Regions from separate parts of the Capra hircus genome. Here region 1 is linked to region 2. The links are chromatin contacts, called in public Hi-C maps. All regions are on one chromosome and are shown on one strand. The core of a region is the stretch at or near the end of the contact, and the rest is flanking DNA. Distances in the headings are between cores, read along the strand shown.

Region 1 (7,260 bases), core at 1,625-4,124, 130 kb after region 2:
AGGAGACCCAGATTCCATCTCTGGGTTGGGAAGTTCACCTGGAGAAGGGAATGGCAACCCACTCCAATATTCTCACCTGGAGAATTCCATGGACAGAGGATACAGTTCATGGGGTCACAAAGAGTCAGACACGGCTGAGCTACTAACACTCTCACTTCACTTTCTAAAGAACTTGGTGCCTAATGTCATTAGTCTAGGCGCCAGGCAAATGCTGTGGAGGTGCTAACAGTCAGTGTGGTGCAAGGTGTTGTTATGACAACTATTGTGAGGCTGAGGGGGGTGCGGGGAGGAGAGACCCCAGGACAGAGGGCCACCAGGCAAGGCTTCTAGCAAAAGATGCTCCTCCGCTTGGCTTTGAAAGTTGAACAGGTTTAGAATAAACAGAGAGGATGAGGTAGGCATACTGTGAAAGAACATGACCTGGACTAAACTCTGCAGAAGTTAATTTAGCTAGAACAAGAGATTTCTAAAGTTCATGGATGGCTGATGCATGACATGCATGCTGCCATTCCTGCCTCCAAACCTGTGGCAGACATGACTAATGGATTTCAGCACACTTCCCCACCAAATTGAGACGTGGCCTCAGAAGCCTCTGCAGCTTCTCAGCCACTAGCAATAAGGCTGCTCAGCACGAGGGATAACACCTTCTGCTGAAAGGTGCCTATGCTGGAAGGGAAGGTTGGGGCCCTCCAGAAAAGGGCCTTAAACTTTGTGTCCAGGAATTAGAACTAAATTCCAAAGGCAAGGGGACAGGATCTATTTCCTCATCTGTAAGTGCTGTTGATGTGCTCTGAAATCATCAGGGGATAGGTCATTAATATATAGATTTCTAATTCCCCTCCCTAGAAACTGGAATCAGAATTTCCAGGGGGCAGTGCCCAGACCCTGCGTTTTAATCCAGTCCCTCAGGGATTGGGACATTTCCCTTAGTTTGAGTATCACCATCTAAGGCCATTTTTTCGGAGGCAGTTTCTATAGGGAGGAGTCCAGATCTCTGTCCTACTGAAGTGAGGCTTCAGGCCAACTCAGGCCAGGCCTGGACATTCTCTTCTGCGGCTGAGGTCCAAGGACCCACACCCACCTTGGGCCTCCCAATCTCACTGTCTCCACCAGACCCTTCCAAGTTCTGTCCCATCTGCTCTTGCTCCAGTACAGATGTTTATATACAGATACATTCATACACATTCTCACATACATTTCTAGTTCCCCAAACCAGTTGATCTCAGCTCCAATTTGGGGGCAGATATTTCCGCCTGGTAGTCCAGCATGCTTAGGCCAGCTCTCTCTCCTGTCCCAGCTTCCTCCTTTGGGAGCTGAAGGTTCCCACTGGCATCCTCCCACCCCCCCACCCTCTTTTGGCCTGTTGCCTCCTTTCTTGGTCTTGAGTGACTAGCTGGCAGGGACCTCAGAGGCTGCCACCCTACCACTTGGCTTCTGCTTGCCAGGCCTTGAGTCCTTCAGCATTGTTCATATCCTTCTCCTTCCAGACAGCCAGCTTCAGTAAGAAGCTAACCCTTGTCAAGGGGAAGTGCGGTCTAGGCTGGAGAGAGACCCTGGTGTCCTCTTCCATCCCTCACAGGCGGGGGGACTTGGACAAATCCCTGCCCTTCTCTGAGCCTCAGTTTCCTTATCAGTAAAATGGGTATTATGAGTACATAGTACCTCTATCATAGGGTTACTGGGAAGATTAAAGAGCCTGACTTGGGTTAAGCGTTCAGAAGAGTGCCTGGCACTCAGCTCCTGCTGGGTCCTCCATAAAGGGGATCATGCTGACGACAATGGTTGTGATGAGAAAAAGGAGGACAGCAAGAGCAGTAGCAGTCCTCCCAGCCCCCCACCACCCCCGCCTTTCTAGCCTTCACAGCACTGCTGCAAGCTGGGACCAGTTGTACTCATCTCACAGTGGGGAGTCTGAAGCCTAGGGAGAAGGGTTTGTCCCAGGCCACATGACGATGGAGCTGGACAGTGGCCTCACCTTGTCCAGTCCTCTCTGAGCCCGTCCTAAACCCTGCACACCCCTAGCAGGTGAGGGGCAGCGGGTTGGGGACTGGCAGCTGGGGGAGGCGGCAGGTTTTCCTGTGACTTCCATTTTCCCGGTTTGGGCCTGGCTTTTCAGGGAGGGTCCATGGATGCCAACTAACCACAGTTTCCAGGCAGAGCCAGGCAGGAGGTGAAGAGGAGAGGGGTGAGGTCTTCAGGCTGTGGAGTCAGACAGACTGGGTTCAGTCTCAGCTCTGCCTCCTCCCTCCTGGTCTTGAGACCTTGGCCAAGTTACTGAGCTTCTTTTTTTTTTTTTTCCTGAGCTTTGATTTTCTCTTATAAAACAAGAGTGGCTAAGTCTTCAGGGAGTTGCCCCAGGGATTCAAGACAACTGCAGTATATTGACAGCTCTGTGCCCACAGTAGTGATCCTGTGATACAATGAGACCCAGGAGGGCCAGACAGAGCTCCTGTGGCCTTCGGCCAGTCATTGTGCTGCCGTGTGGCTAAACCGAGGCTGGCCATAGTGCAATCTGTCACAGAGGCAACAGTTACCCCTCCCCGCTGCTGTGTTTAGGAGTATCTGAACCAGACAGACCTGAGAGATGGAGCACTCGGCCAGGATCATCTTACGGGTGGGCTGCCTGAGGTCTAGAGAAGAGAAGATCCCCTGGGGTTATCCCATGGGGTATCCTGAGGCTGGCTGGCTCTTGCGCTGGGTTGAGTTGTCCCACAGTGCCCTCTGCTGCCAGACCCGCACCTTGCCAGCTGCTCCCAAAAGGGTCCAGCAGGACAGATTTTCTGGGCCTGTGTCTGTCCTTTTCCTGGGGGCCAGGGACACTCCAAGAGCATCTGTGAATTTCACCCCAGCCTGGCCTGGCTCAGCCCAGAATCATGGGCCCTTCCTTGACAGCAGGGAGAAGAGGCTGCGGCCCCTCCCTGGCGGTGCTTCCTTCTCCCTCCTGCAGGAAGCCAGCTTGGGCAGAGGCTGCCAGGGGAGGGTGCCTGCCCTGCTGCCCTAAGTTTCCCATCTAGGCTGTGGTTCAGACAAGGGAGCCCCTAAGACGCCTTCCAGCTCCAAGGCATGATAGCATCTTCCAGCCTCCTGCCTGCAAAAAGCCTAAAGGATTCGTTCCTCTGTCTAAACAAATAAGTGTAGAGTTTAGTCCCAGTGTTTCTGCAAAGTTCCATGTGGTCTGCCAAGATGGTCTGGGTCAGAGAGAGGAGCCAGGTATGGCCACGTGGCCCCAGAAGTCAGGTCAGGACCAGCAGGGGGAATCAGGTGAGGCCCTGCTTATAGGAGACCCCTCGGTCATGGGTGGGGTCTGCAGCCAGACCTGAAATTTTTTTTGCTACTGGCCAGCTCCGAGAGCCCAGGCAAATAGAAATAGCAACCTACTTCAATACTCTTGCCTGGAAAATCCCATGGACAGAGGAGCCTGGCAGCCTGCAGTCCATGGGGTCACAAAGAGTCAGACATGACTGAAGTGACTTAGCACACCTCTGGGCCTCAGTTTCCTCAGCTGTAAACTGGGGGGAAAATAACAGCAAAAAGCTCTTAGAATTGTTGAGAAGGTTAAATTAAAGTATGACACAGCACTGTAGCACATTGCCTGGCACGTAGTGAGTAACAGCTCTAACCACTAAAAAAATATAGTCACAACCTGAAAGCAGAGACTTATTTAGTTCAGTGGGAATGACTCCAAGCCTGGGAGATAGCATCTTAGTATATCTGAGAAAACTGCTCCAAGGAGACAGGAGGGGAAGTCAAGCTATATACAAGTTTGCAGACAGTCTGAACATCAAAGATCAAGTTAAGAAATTTAGCATTCTATGTATGGGAAGATGCAAACCTCTGGGCTCACTGAATTCATTCCTTGCGTGTGCACCTCAGCTGACTGGGGCCGATCCTGTTTCATTAGGAGTTGGCAGATGGCTGCTTCTTGCGTTCCCCAGCTCCTCAGAGTCAGTGTTGGTGGTGGTGTGTGTGTGTGCTGGGGGGGTGGGCAGCATCCCCTGGCCTGCAGTTTCGGGAGCCCTCGTTCACATTTGGAGGCCAGAGATCACTGATGGCTGTGACATTTCTTGTTTATTGATATGGCAGGAGACAGTCTCAGTTCATACCACCATAGCTACAAGTCATCAAGCACTTCTGCAGGTGTTCATTAATCCATGTAACACCCCTTTGAGAGGTCCAGTTACTATCCTCATTTTACAAATAAAAAAACCGAGGCACAGAAAAGGGATATAATTTGGCTCAAGTTGATTAGCTAATGAGTGACTGAGCTAGGATTCAAATCCAGGCAGTTTAGCGTTTAACTCTTAACCGTGACTATTGTAATAGTCATAATAACAATATAAACAGTAATTATTCCTCCATTCCCCGGAGGTGGCCCAGTGGGAACTGGGCGGGCCTCAGGGACTGTCTGGAGTGAAGGGCTGGCTGAGTGGTCCTGGGTTCGTCTCCAGTCACCTTTCAGCACGGAGGAGCCAAGGAGCAGCGCAGGGGAGTAGATGGGAAGGAGAGACGCTTTGTGTGCTGAGCCTCAGGCAGGCCTCACTGCAGCTCCCGGAGACAGGAAGCTTGGGGGCCACGCTGAGCCTGGAAATCCAAGCCCTGACTTTCCATCTCATCTCTTTCTGGCACACAGCACCCCTGTGGGGCGTGGGTTTCGCTGACTATTTTGGGGGCCGACCCCCAGGGCCTGAGCTCCCCGGCCCCTCTCTCAGGCTGATTGATGAGAGCCGGCCCTGGAGAAGATGACCCCCTCCCAGCAGTGGAAGGAAGAGCCTGGTTCCCAGCAGTGCAGAGCCTTGGGGTGGCAGGCGGGCGGGGCGGGAGTGGTCCCCAGGCCCATTGTGTGGGGCCGATAAAGTGCGGAAGCTGAGGTTAAATGGGAGGAAGCCCAGCGCTCTGGGCCCTTTCCCACGGGTGGGGGCTTCAGGCCTTGCCTGGCCAGGCCAGACAACTGTGACCTGTGTGCAAGGGCTTGGCACTGACAGCAAAATCACTGGGCGCTGAATGCTGGCAGCCCCCAGTGCCTGAGGGCGCCCTGTGTACCAGTCGGGCCTTGGGGGCCCAGACTTTATCCTGGTGAGCCTCCCAACAGCAGGGTGATGCCTCTGCTGGAGCTAAAGTAGCTGAAACTGAGAAAGCCTGGGAACGTCTCCAAAGTTAGTGGAGGCAGCATCCATACCCAGGCTGCAAACTGTAGATCCAGAGTCCCGTGCCATGGCTGGGCGTGTGCCTGTGTGTGCACGTACACATGTGTTTACAACCTTGGTGGGGCAGCGTTCTCAGGAAAGAGGTGGAATTTCCCCTGAGTTGTTCATTGAAAACCTTCAAAATGTGTCCCGTCCTTGCATCCGAGTAGCAGCATCCTCTGGTGGAGAAACATAGGCCTTAAATTCAGACAGACCTAGATTCTAGCTGTCACGTAAACGCTGGGTGTCCTTGGGCAGATGACTTAACTTCTCTGAGGTTCTGTTTACTTTTATGGACTTACTCTGAGATTAATGAGACAGTGTCTGGATAATGTCCATTCTGAGGTCTGGCCTATAGCATGAACTCCATGAATGAAGCTATAACTCATCCATCCATCCATCCATCTCTGGGTCGTTGCCCCACTGAAGCTGGTAGCTCCGGCTATATCTGGATTAAGCCCGCTTTTCTTCCCAGGATTGAGAACACGGTATTTTAAAGTTCAGCCCATTTTCTTTATTTTACAAATGAAACTGAGATCCAAGGTGTGACTCGCAAGGAGTCAGAGTGAGAGTCACACCTGGTGGCCTTCCGTCTTGTCTTAGGATGTCTCAGCCGCAGCTATTCCAACATCTCAATGCATTTCCTGTGCTTCTGCTCTGGGGTGGCACTGTAGGGGTCTGATTTCTTCAGGGGGAGGATGGACACACAGAGGCAGGGGAACAGAAGGCAGCCCCAGGAGAGACGGTGGGAGTCTGGAGTGGTGTGGAGGAGAGGAGGGGTGGCAGGCTGGGAGGGTGTCAAGATTGGGCACAAGAGGAGAAGGCCTTCCAGGAAGGGGGCACAGCGTAAGCAAAGGGAAGCGGGGTGGAGGTAGGGCAGGGCAGAGTCTGGGGGCTCAGTGGAATAGCAGGAAATAAAATTGCAGGCCGTTAATCAAGCAGTGAAGCCTTCAAGATACATCCTTCCCAACCTGCTTTCCCTCTTTTGATTCATTCATTCATTCAAGTATTTCTTGAGCTCCTAACATACACCAGGCCCAATCAAGGTGATCTAGACAGAGGTGAAGGCAGACAAAGGCCCTGCTCTTGGGAACTCACACTCCAGTAGAGGAGACAGATCGGATAGAAGCCATGTTGGATGCAGCGGGGACCTCAAAGGGGTAAAGAGGGCACAACCTTGGTCTAGGAGTCAAGGAGGGCTTCCTGGGTGAGGAGGCATTTAAGCAGCTTACCTGAGGTCTAGGTCTTTGCTGAGGCTGGGTCTTGGAAGGAATGGGAGGTGAGATAGTCACCAAAACATCTCCCAGGGAAGGAAGAGTGTGTACAGAGCCCGGCTGGGAGGGTTTTTGGTTGGAATGGTTTTCGGTTGGAGGGCAGTTTGAAGAGGTTGCTGGAGCAGGGGTCAGGCCAGAGAGAGAACCGACGGAGTTGTAGCTGATGGTGATACGGAGCTTTCTGCCCAGATCCGAAGATGGTAAACCCTGTACACCATGTCCTGGAGTTTGGACATTGTCTCAAGGGTACTTGGGAGCCATGGAAAGCTTTAAGAGACAGGCAAGAGAAAGTGAAAGTGAAGTCGCTCAGTCGTGTCCCACTCTTTGCGACCCCATGGACTGTAGCCTCCCAGGCTCCTCCATCCATGGAATTTTCCAGGCAAGAGTACTGGAGTGGGTTGCCATTTCCTTCTCCAGGGCATCTTCCCCACCCAGAGATTAAACCTGGGTCTCCTGCATTGCAAGCAGACGCCTTTACCATCTGAGCCACCAGGGAAGCTCTTAAGGCAAGAGAGGTACTCTTGTATGTAATAATGCACTTCACACGCTGCTGACCCACCCCAGGTCTCTTTAAACACCTCAGGATCCTGAGTTGGTTAGTCATTGTGATCTCCATGTTGAAGTTAAGCACTAGAGGCTCAGAGAGGGACAGCAGTTGGCTAAGTCACACAGTAGAACCTTGACTGAAGCTTTGTCTCTGTCCTGCCCTGCTTCCGCGAGTGCTGTGTTTCTGGCTGCTCCTGCACAAGCTGCGTTCCTAGGTGCTCGAGGAGGACACTCTGTGAACAGGCTGCTCCTAGTAG
Region 2 (6,859 bases), core at 2,680-5,179:
TTTAGCATCATTCCTTCCAAAGAAATCCCAGGGCTGATCGCCTTCAGAATGGACTGGTTGGATCTCCTTGCAGTCCAAGGGACTCTCAAGAGTCTTCTCCAACACCACAGTTCAAAAGCATCAATTCTTCGGTGCTCAGCCTTCTTCACAGTCCAGCTCTCACATCCATACATGACCACAGGAAAAACCATAGCCTTGACTAGATGGACCTTAGTCGGCAAAGTAATGTCTCTGCTTTTGAATATGCTTTCTAGGTTGGTTATAACTTTTCTTCCTGGGAGTAATTTTCTCTCTTGTGCAATGATTATTCATATTCTTTGATACATTTTTTTCTTACTGATTTGTAAGACTACTTCGTACCTATATACATATTTGCCATATATTTTGTAAATATCTTAAATTCATTAAAAATTATTTATTTATTTGCTATGTTGGGTCTTAGTTGTGGCACGCAGGATCTTCGTTGCTGCACATGGGCTTATTCTCTGGTTGCCCCATGGCGTCTGGAATCTTAGTTCCCAGACCAGGGATCGAACCCGAGTTCCCTCCATTGGAATGTGGGTTCTTAACCACTGGACCACCAGGGAAGTCCTAAACTCAGTTTTTAATTTTAAAATTTTGACTTTTTATGGCCATAGAAAAACTGTTAAAAAAAAAAAATCTTTTTCAACCATTAAAAGCTTTTAAATCCATTCTTAGCTTACCTGCTATACAAAAGCAGGTTGGCTGGCCGGATCTGGCCTGTAGGCATAGTTTGCCAATCCCTGCACTAATATGTTCATTAAATTTGAGCCATCTTTGCATTCCTAGAATAAATACCATTTGAATGAATCATGAATTTACTGCTGGATTTGATTTGCTATTATTTTATTTAGGATTTCTGTGTCTATATTCATAAGTCAGATTGGCCTAGCAGAGATTTCAAACTAGTTATAGGACATAGATATATTTCATTTGACTAACATGATATTTAAAAAAGATTTGAATTGTCAATATTAAAAAATTAGGAAATATATTAAAAATTAGATATTTCTGATTTTTCCTTTAAAAAAGGAATGTGGCAAAACTGAGAGGATGTGGGCCTAGTTTTGTCACATTTTTAATAGATCTTCTTTTTCTATGTTTTCTATTTTATTAATTTCTACTCTTGGTTTTATCTTTGGCCTTTGGTCTGTAGTTTGCTGCTGCTAACCTTATCTGGTTTTTGTCTTTGCTTAGCTTCACATCTGGAGAAGGCAATGGCACCCCACTCCAGTACTCTTGCCTGGAAAATCCCATGGATGGAGGAGCCTGGTAGGCTGCAGTCCATGGGTCACTAAGGGTCGGACACGACTGAGCGACTTCATTTTCACTTTTCACTTTCATGCATTGGAGAAGGAAATGGCAACCCACTCCAGTATTCTTACCTGGAGAATCCCAGGGACGGGGGAGCCTGGTGGGCTACCGGCTATGGAGTCGCACAGAGTTGAACATGACTGAAGCGACTTAGCAGCAGCAGCCTCATATCTAGGGCTGACAAATCTTCCAGCATTTTTTATAGTTCTGAAAAAGTTTTAAACTACAGAGGCATTATCTGTTTCTTGAAGGTCTAAGAATTGTTTTCTAAAACTATCTGTTGTTTAATCATGTCCGACTCTTTTGTGACCCTGTGACTGTAGCCTGCTGGGCTTCTCTGTCCCTGGAATTTCCCAGGCAAGAATACTAGAGTGGGTTGCCATTTCCAAGTCTTCTATAATTTTGTCAGGTAGGTTTTTTATTCCCTTTTCTATTTTATCTATGGATAGTGATCTATTAAAAATTTCAAATTCTTGTATCAATTTTAACAATTAATACTTTCTTGAAAAGCATCAGTTCTCCCCCAGATTTTCACATTTACAAATAAGGTTGTGATGGTTTTCTCTTATAATTTAAAGTATTACTTTTGTATCTTGGCTATCTCTCTCTTTCCTAAACTTGCTTCTTTATAGCTTTCTTTGTTTTGCCAGAATTCTGTTCTTTGAAAAGAACCAGGCCATGGTTTTATTGTTGAAGTCTATTTTCTAAAGATAAGTTTCAACTTTAACCTTATTATTTCCTTTTAAAATTTCATCTGCATTAGCTGTTCCACTTTTAACTTTTTAAAATGTCTTTAAAGAATTTTGAAAATTGTTCTTGTTTTCTAAATCAAATCATGTTTTCCCTGAACTTTCTACTCTATTCCATTGATCTGTCTTCTTTCTATTTTATTTTAAGACTATTTAACATCTGGTAGTCTTTATCCCCTTTATTGTTATTTTTCAAAATTGCTTTGAATATCAGGTCAGATGATATCTTAAAGGCACTAGGTTTCTTTGATAGCTAATGTGAAAATGCACCCAAATAAATCTCTCTAGTCTCTTCCATCCAAACACGAGAAGTCCTTATTTTTCTAGAAACGGAGTCAGTCTTAAAAATATCTATAATCAATCTTTATATGTGGGTGTGGTGTATGTGTATAGGACATTTAAGTGGTGTGTGTGTGTGTGTGTGTGTGTGTGTGTAGCATGTGGCTGTGCACTTGTGTATGTCCAGAGATATGATTGTATATATGTGTGAGGTGTGTATGTGGTGTGTGTATCTATGCGGTATATTTGTATATCTGGTGTATTTGTGAATGTACATCAGAAGTGTTATGGTAGGGGTGTGTGTGTGCAGTGTTTACATTGTGTGTGTTTAGTTTGTATGTGTGGAGTGTGTATAAGTATAAGAGGGATACTGAGGCCCATGGCCAGGGAGAGCTAGAGTGTTCAGGGCACGTCTCAAAGCCAGGCCTCATTCTCACACTCCCTTGCCATTTTGGAGAAAGCAGGGCCACAAATGGCAACCCTTTCTGGACATCCCGTGTCGACCGCAGTGTGGGTTAAAGGGCCAGTGTCTCTTGCAGTGCTGCTGCCCAGGCTCCGCCCACTTCTGTCCTCCCCCTCCTGAGAAAAGAACAACCTTCCCCTTTAAGAGAAGGAAGCTTCATTGCTCTACTAAAGGAGTTAGATTAGTATCAGAGTGGCACTGGGGTCTCCCAGCTAAACAGGTTAGTTGCTGACGCGGCAGGAGTCATGAGGGAAACTGTGAGGCAGCAGGACCTTGACCCCAGTGGGGGTGAAGGGCCCCGTGTGGGCCTCCGTCTTTTCTCCCCCAGGTCGCATACGGATAATGTAAGTCTGCCCAGCCCTCCTGCTGGCTGTACCTTAGTACCTCTAAGATGTCACCTGGTCTGATATCTAAAACAATTTGGAAAAATAATAATAGAGGGGGACTAGGATTTACTGGGGCTTTCCAGGTAGCGCTAGTGGTAAAGAACCCACCTGCCAATGCAGGAGACATGAGATGTGGGTTTGATCCCTGTGGTGGGAAGATCCCCTGGAGAGGGCATGGCAACCCACTCTAGTATTCTTGCCTGGAGAATCCCCACGGACAGAAGAGCCTGGTGGGCTACAGTCCATGGGGTCTTGAGGAGTTGGACACAACTGAAGCGACTTAGCACACACACATGCATGCAGGACTTAACAGATGTTAAATAGTCCTAAAATGATGTAGAAAGAAGACAAACAGCTCAATGGACCGGAATAGAATGTGCACCTGCCGGTTGCTCACAGCTTCCTGAGGTCAAGGTGGTCTTCCCTAGTGCAAGTGGTCCCTGGCAGAGCTTTGAAGGGGCCACTGTCCCCTGGGCTCGTCACTTTTCCCTTCATGGACTTCCCTTTCCCCAGGCTCTGGAATACCATACTTTCTAATTCCTACTGGAGTGAACCCCTCTCTCAGGGACGTCCTCAGGCCATGTCATGCTCCCATCTTGCTTCCACAGGTCCTCAGCACTTTCAGCCTCAGTGTCTTGTCTGCATCCTATGGCTTGAGCCTAAACTTGCCTATTTTCCCTGGCTGCATGGAGTGGCAGAGCCCGGATATCTCCCTGGCCAGAAAGGATGCCTGGACTCAGACTTCCCCAGCCAGGAGAAAGATCAGGCCCACTCAAGTCCAGGATGCAGGTAAGTCTGTCTACCACTGGGCTGGGGCCAGGGAATCGGCTTGTCCCTGCTATGGGCAGTGCTCAACAAGTGGGTGTGGAGAGAGAGGAGAAAGGGCTTTATAATGAGCCAGGATTCACATGATCCGCTGGCCGTTACGTGAGTCATTTGCAGTTGACCACTAGTTTGTAGATTTCTGGGCTCTTCTCCAGTTTCTCCTCCCCGCTGGTGGCCAGTTGGCCCTGTGGCATCCAGTTTCCTTACCTGCCTCAAGAAGGCAGGTCTGCTACCCTCTCTTGCCATTGGCCATGGGGCAGGCATGGAGACCAAGGAAGAACAGAAGGAGGATGGTCCTTGGGACCAACAGGCCTGGGCTCAACTTTCAGCTCTGCCAACCCTGGACAAGTCATCTGTTCTCTCTGTGTGAGATTCAGATTTATCCCTGGTGAATTGGAGCTAATACTTCCTAGAGTAACTGGTAAAGATTAACCGAGAAGATGGCTGTAAATTGTACAGCTCAGCCACTGGCGCTACGTCCTCAATACATAAAGCTTTTTTCTCCACTTTCTCTCTTGCATCCCCCCCATCTTGTCTTGAGTGGCTCAGTGAGTCACAAATATCCATTTGGCAACTTGCAACACTCCCCATTTTTAGATTTACATAAGACCAGCAGCTTTCTCTCCCTCAGCAGCAACAGAGGGTTGCAGAGTAGATGTCTTGGTGTGAAACTCCTCCCAGAGGCATCCCATGCATGTTTGCCGACAAAACAGCACAGGGGCTGACCCTCCTTCCAGCTCTGCTTCCTCCCACCACTCGGGAGATTCAAAGGGCCTATCCCTCCACGTGGGCTTCGCAGTGGTAGAGAATCCGCCTGCCAATGCAGGAGACGTGGGTTCGATCCCTAAGTCAGGAAGATCCCCTAGAGTAGGAAATGGCAACCCACTCCAGTATTCTGGCCTGGAAAATCTCATAGACAGAGGAGCCTGGCAGGCTAGTCCTTGGGGTCCCGAAGAGCCAGATACTACTGAGCACATCCACACCCCCCACGCACCATACTGTGCATTTCTGTCCTCTCAGGTGCTAGGGGCCTGTCCTCCTGTCTCCTGGCACCAGGCTGCAGATGGTGGGCCATGAGGCTGGCTGGAGGAAGCTGCTCTGGTCTGGACCTGTGCCAGGCTGCTCGCATCCAAGAGAAGGCTCAAGAAAGAGATAGAGGGGCTGGGGTCAGGGAAGGGGCCTGCAGCCTGGCTGGTGGTGGTGGTGGGGGGCAGGGGGCGGTGGGTGGTCAGGGGTCCAAACGTGCAGAAAATTTTTTCAGTTCCCACTGCATTGGGCCAGGAGTGTGCTCCTCTGTCCTTGCTTAGGGAGGGTGATTACTGGTCTGAACTTCAAAGCATGTTGAACCTGGCTAATTGCTGGTCTGAGGGTGCCAGGCGTGGGCAAGTCAGGAGTCGCCGGCCGGCATAGGGCTGGTACTTGCAGCCCAGCCCGGGGCGGAGAGCCCCGATCCCCGGTAGGGTCGTCCGTCCACGGCTCCACCTGGAGGACCGCGGTCCCTGGCCTGTCCCGGCCACCGTGCTGCTGTTGCAGAGGGCCCGCGGTCGCCTCCTTCCCCTCTGCCCGCGGCGGCTCGGTCAGGTGGAAATCTCCCCATTCAAACCCGCGCGGGCCAATCAGAACCCGGCGCGCCGCCGGTTCAAACGTGTGCTACAGCTGGTCTCCCGCCTGGCGGCAGCGACACTGGTGCAGGGGCGGGTAAACCTGCTGCCTGGGTTACTGGGAGCAACACAGACGCCTCGAGTTACAGGCGCCCTCTCCCTGGCCCGGCCGGAGCGGAGCCGCCGCCATGGAGCGCTCCCTGCACCGCGTCTCCCTCGGGAGCCGGCGCGCCCAGCCGGGCTTGTCCTTCTATCTCACCACCTTTGGTAAGTGCGCCGCCCGAGGTGGCTTCGCTCTGCCCGCATGCCCAGAGAGGGCAGCTCCCTAGGGGGTAGGTGAGGCCGGGAGCACCTGCCTCCTGTGGTCATCCAGGAGGGGCTCAGGGCACAGGCTCAGGCCGAGCAAGCCTCTGGACACCACCTGCTGCTTGGCCATTGGTGTCCAGGGTAGTTGCTGCTGGCCCTCTTGGCTGGAATAATCGTTCCCAGTTAATACTTGAGAGATTTGGTCTGCCACTCTGAGTTTCCCATTAGCGAGCTGCTCAGCGTTAAATCAAGGTCTTGTTACTATATCTTGAGATCTGGGTCCTCTTTTCTTTGGCTCAGGGACAAGACAGGTGCAGGTCAGCCCAGGGGGCCTTGGCTTCCTGCGGGCTCACCTTGGGCGCAGCAGTGTGGTGGCTCCCGTGGACACCTGACCCTCAGCAGGGGTGGAAGGATTCTCTCCTCCAGGAGTTACCTGGCTCTCAGAAGGTTCACAGGGCTGCCCTGGGGACTGGAGGTAGAAAGAAGTGGGCAGTAGGCACTTGCTCCCAAACCCCTAGATAGCACAGCCGAGTTCCCCCATTAACAGCGGGGCAGCAACCTTCCCAATGGTCTGGGCAAAGCCAGCTCCCAGAGTCCCCAGAGTGAAGATAATTAGCCCTGATCTAAGATGCAGCCCTTCGCAGCCCTTGTCTCCTCACTGGTTCTGCAGCTGTGTGGGGAGGGAGTTATATCTCCTCTCTGAAGACTTGAGATATAGAGACGAAGGTCTCCCAGTAAGCCAGTTGGTGCCTAAGCTCAAGCCTTCTGAGATGCCATGTCTAGAACATTAAAAAACAAACAAACAAACTTCAAAACAGATTTTTTTTTTTAACACCAAAAGCATTTTGTATTGGGATATAGCTGATTAACAATGTTGTGGGAGTTTCAGGTGAATAGTGAGGGGATTCAGCCATA

What was found. A called contact is a pair of places that touch in the nucleus more often than the background predicts.
Region 1: a contact with region 2 is called in a Hi-C map of blood, with 1.9 times the contacts expected there. The contact joins the enhancer-like site here to the promoter of RGS3 in region 2. A contact is called at or near these places in 4 of 5 Hi-C or Micro-C datasets (blood and liver).

What each region holds. Positions count from the first base shown.
Region 1 is chr8:102,521,852-102,529,111 of ARS1.2, forward strand. The region is part of intron 19 of RGS3 (regulator of G-protein signaling 3); the gene reads left to right. Among named protein-coding and RNA genes, the nearest start is that of RGS3, 130 kb to the left of the region's middle. Within about 2 kb of position 2,875, at least 3 of the 5 cell types and tissues checked have an H3K27ac peak or open chromatin away from gene starts, as enhancers often do.
Region 2 is chr8:102,394,288-102,401,146 of ARS1.2, forward strand. It overlaps RGS3 (regulator of G-protein signaling 3), which reads left to right and starts at 3,930. Exons shown (of 23, transcript XM_018052634.1): 1 at 3,930-4,001.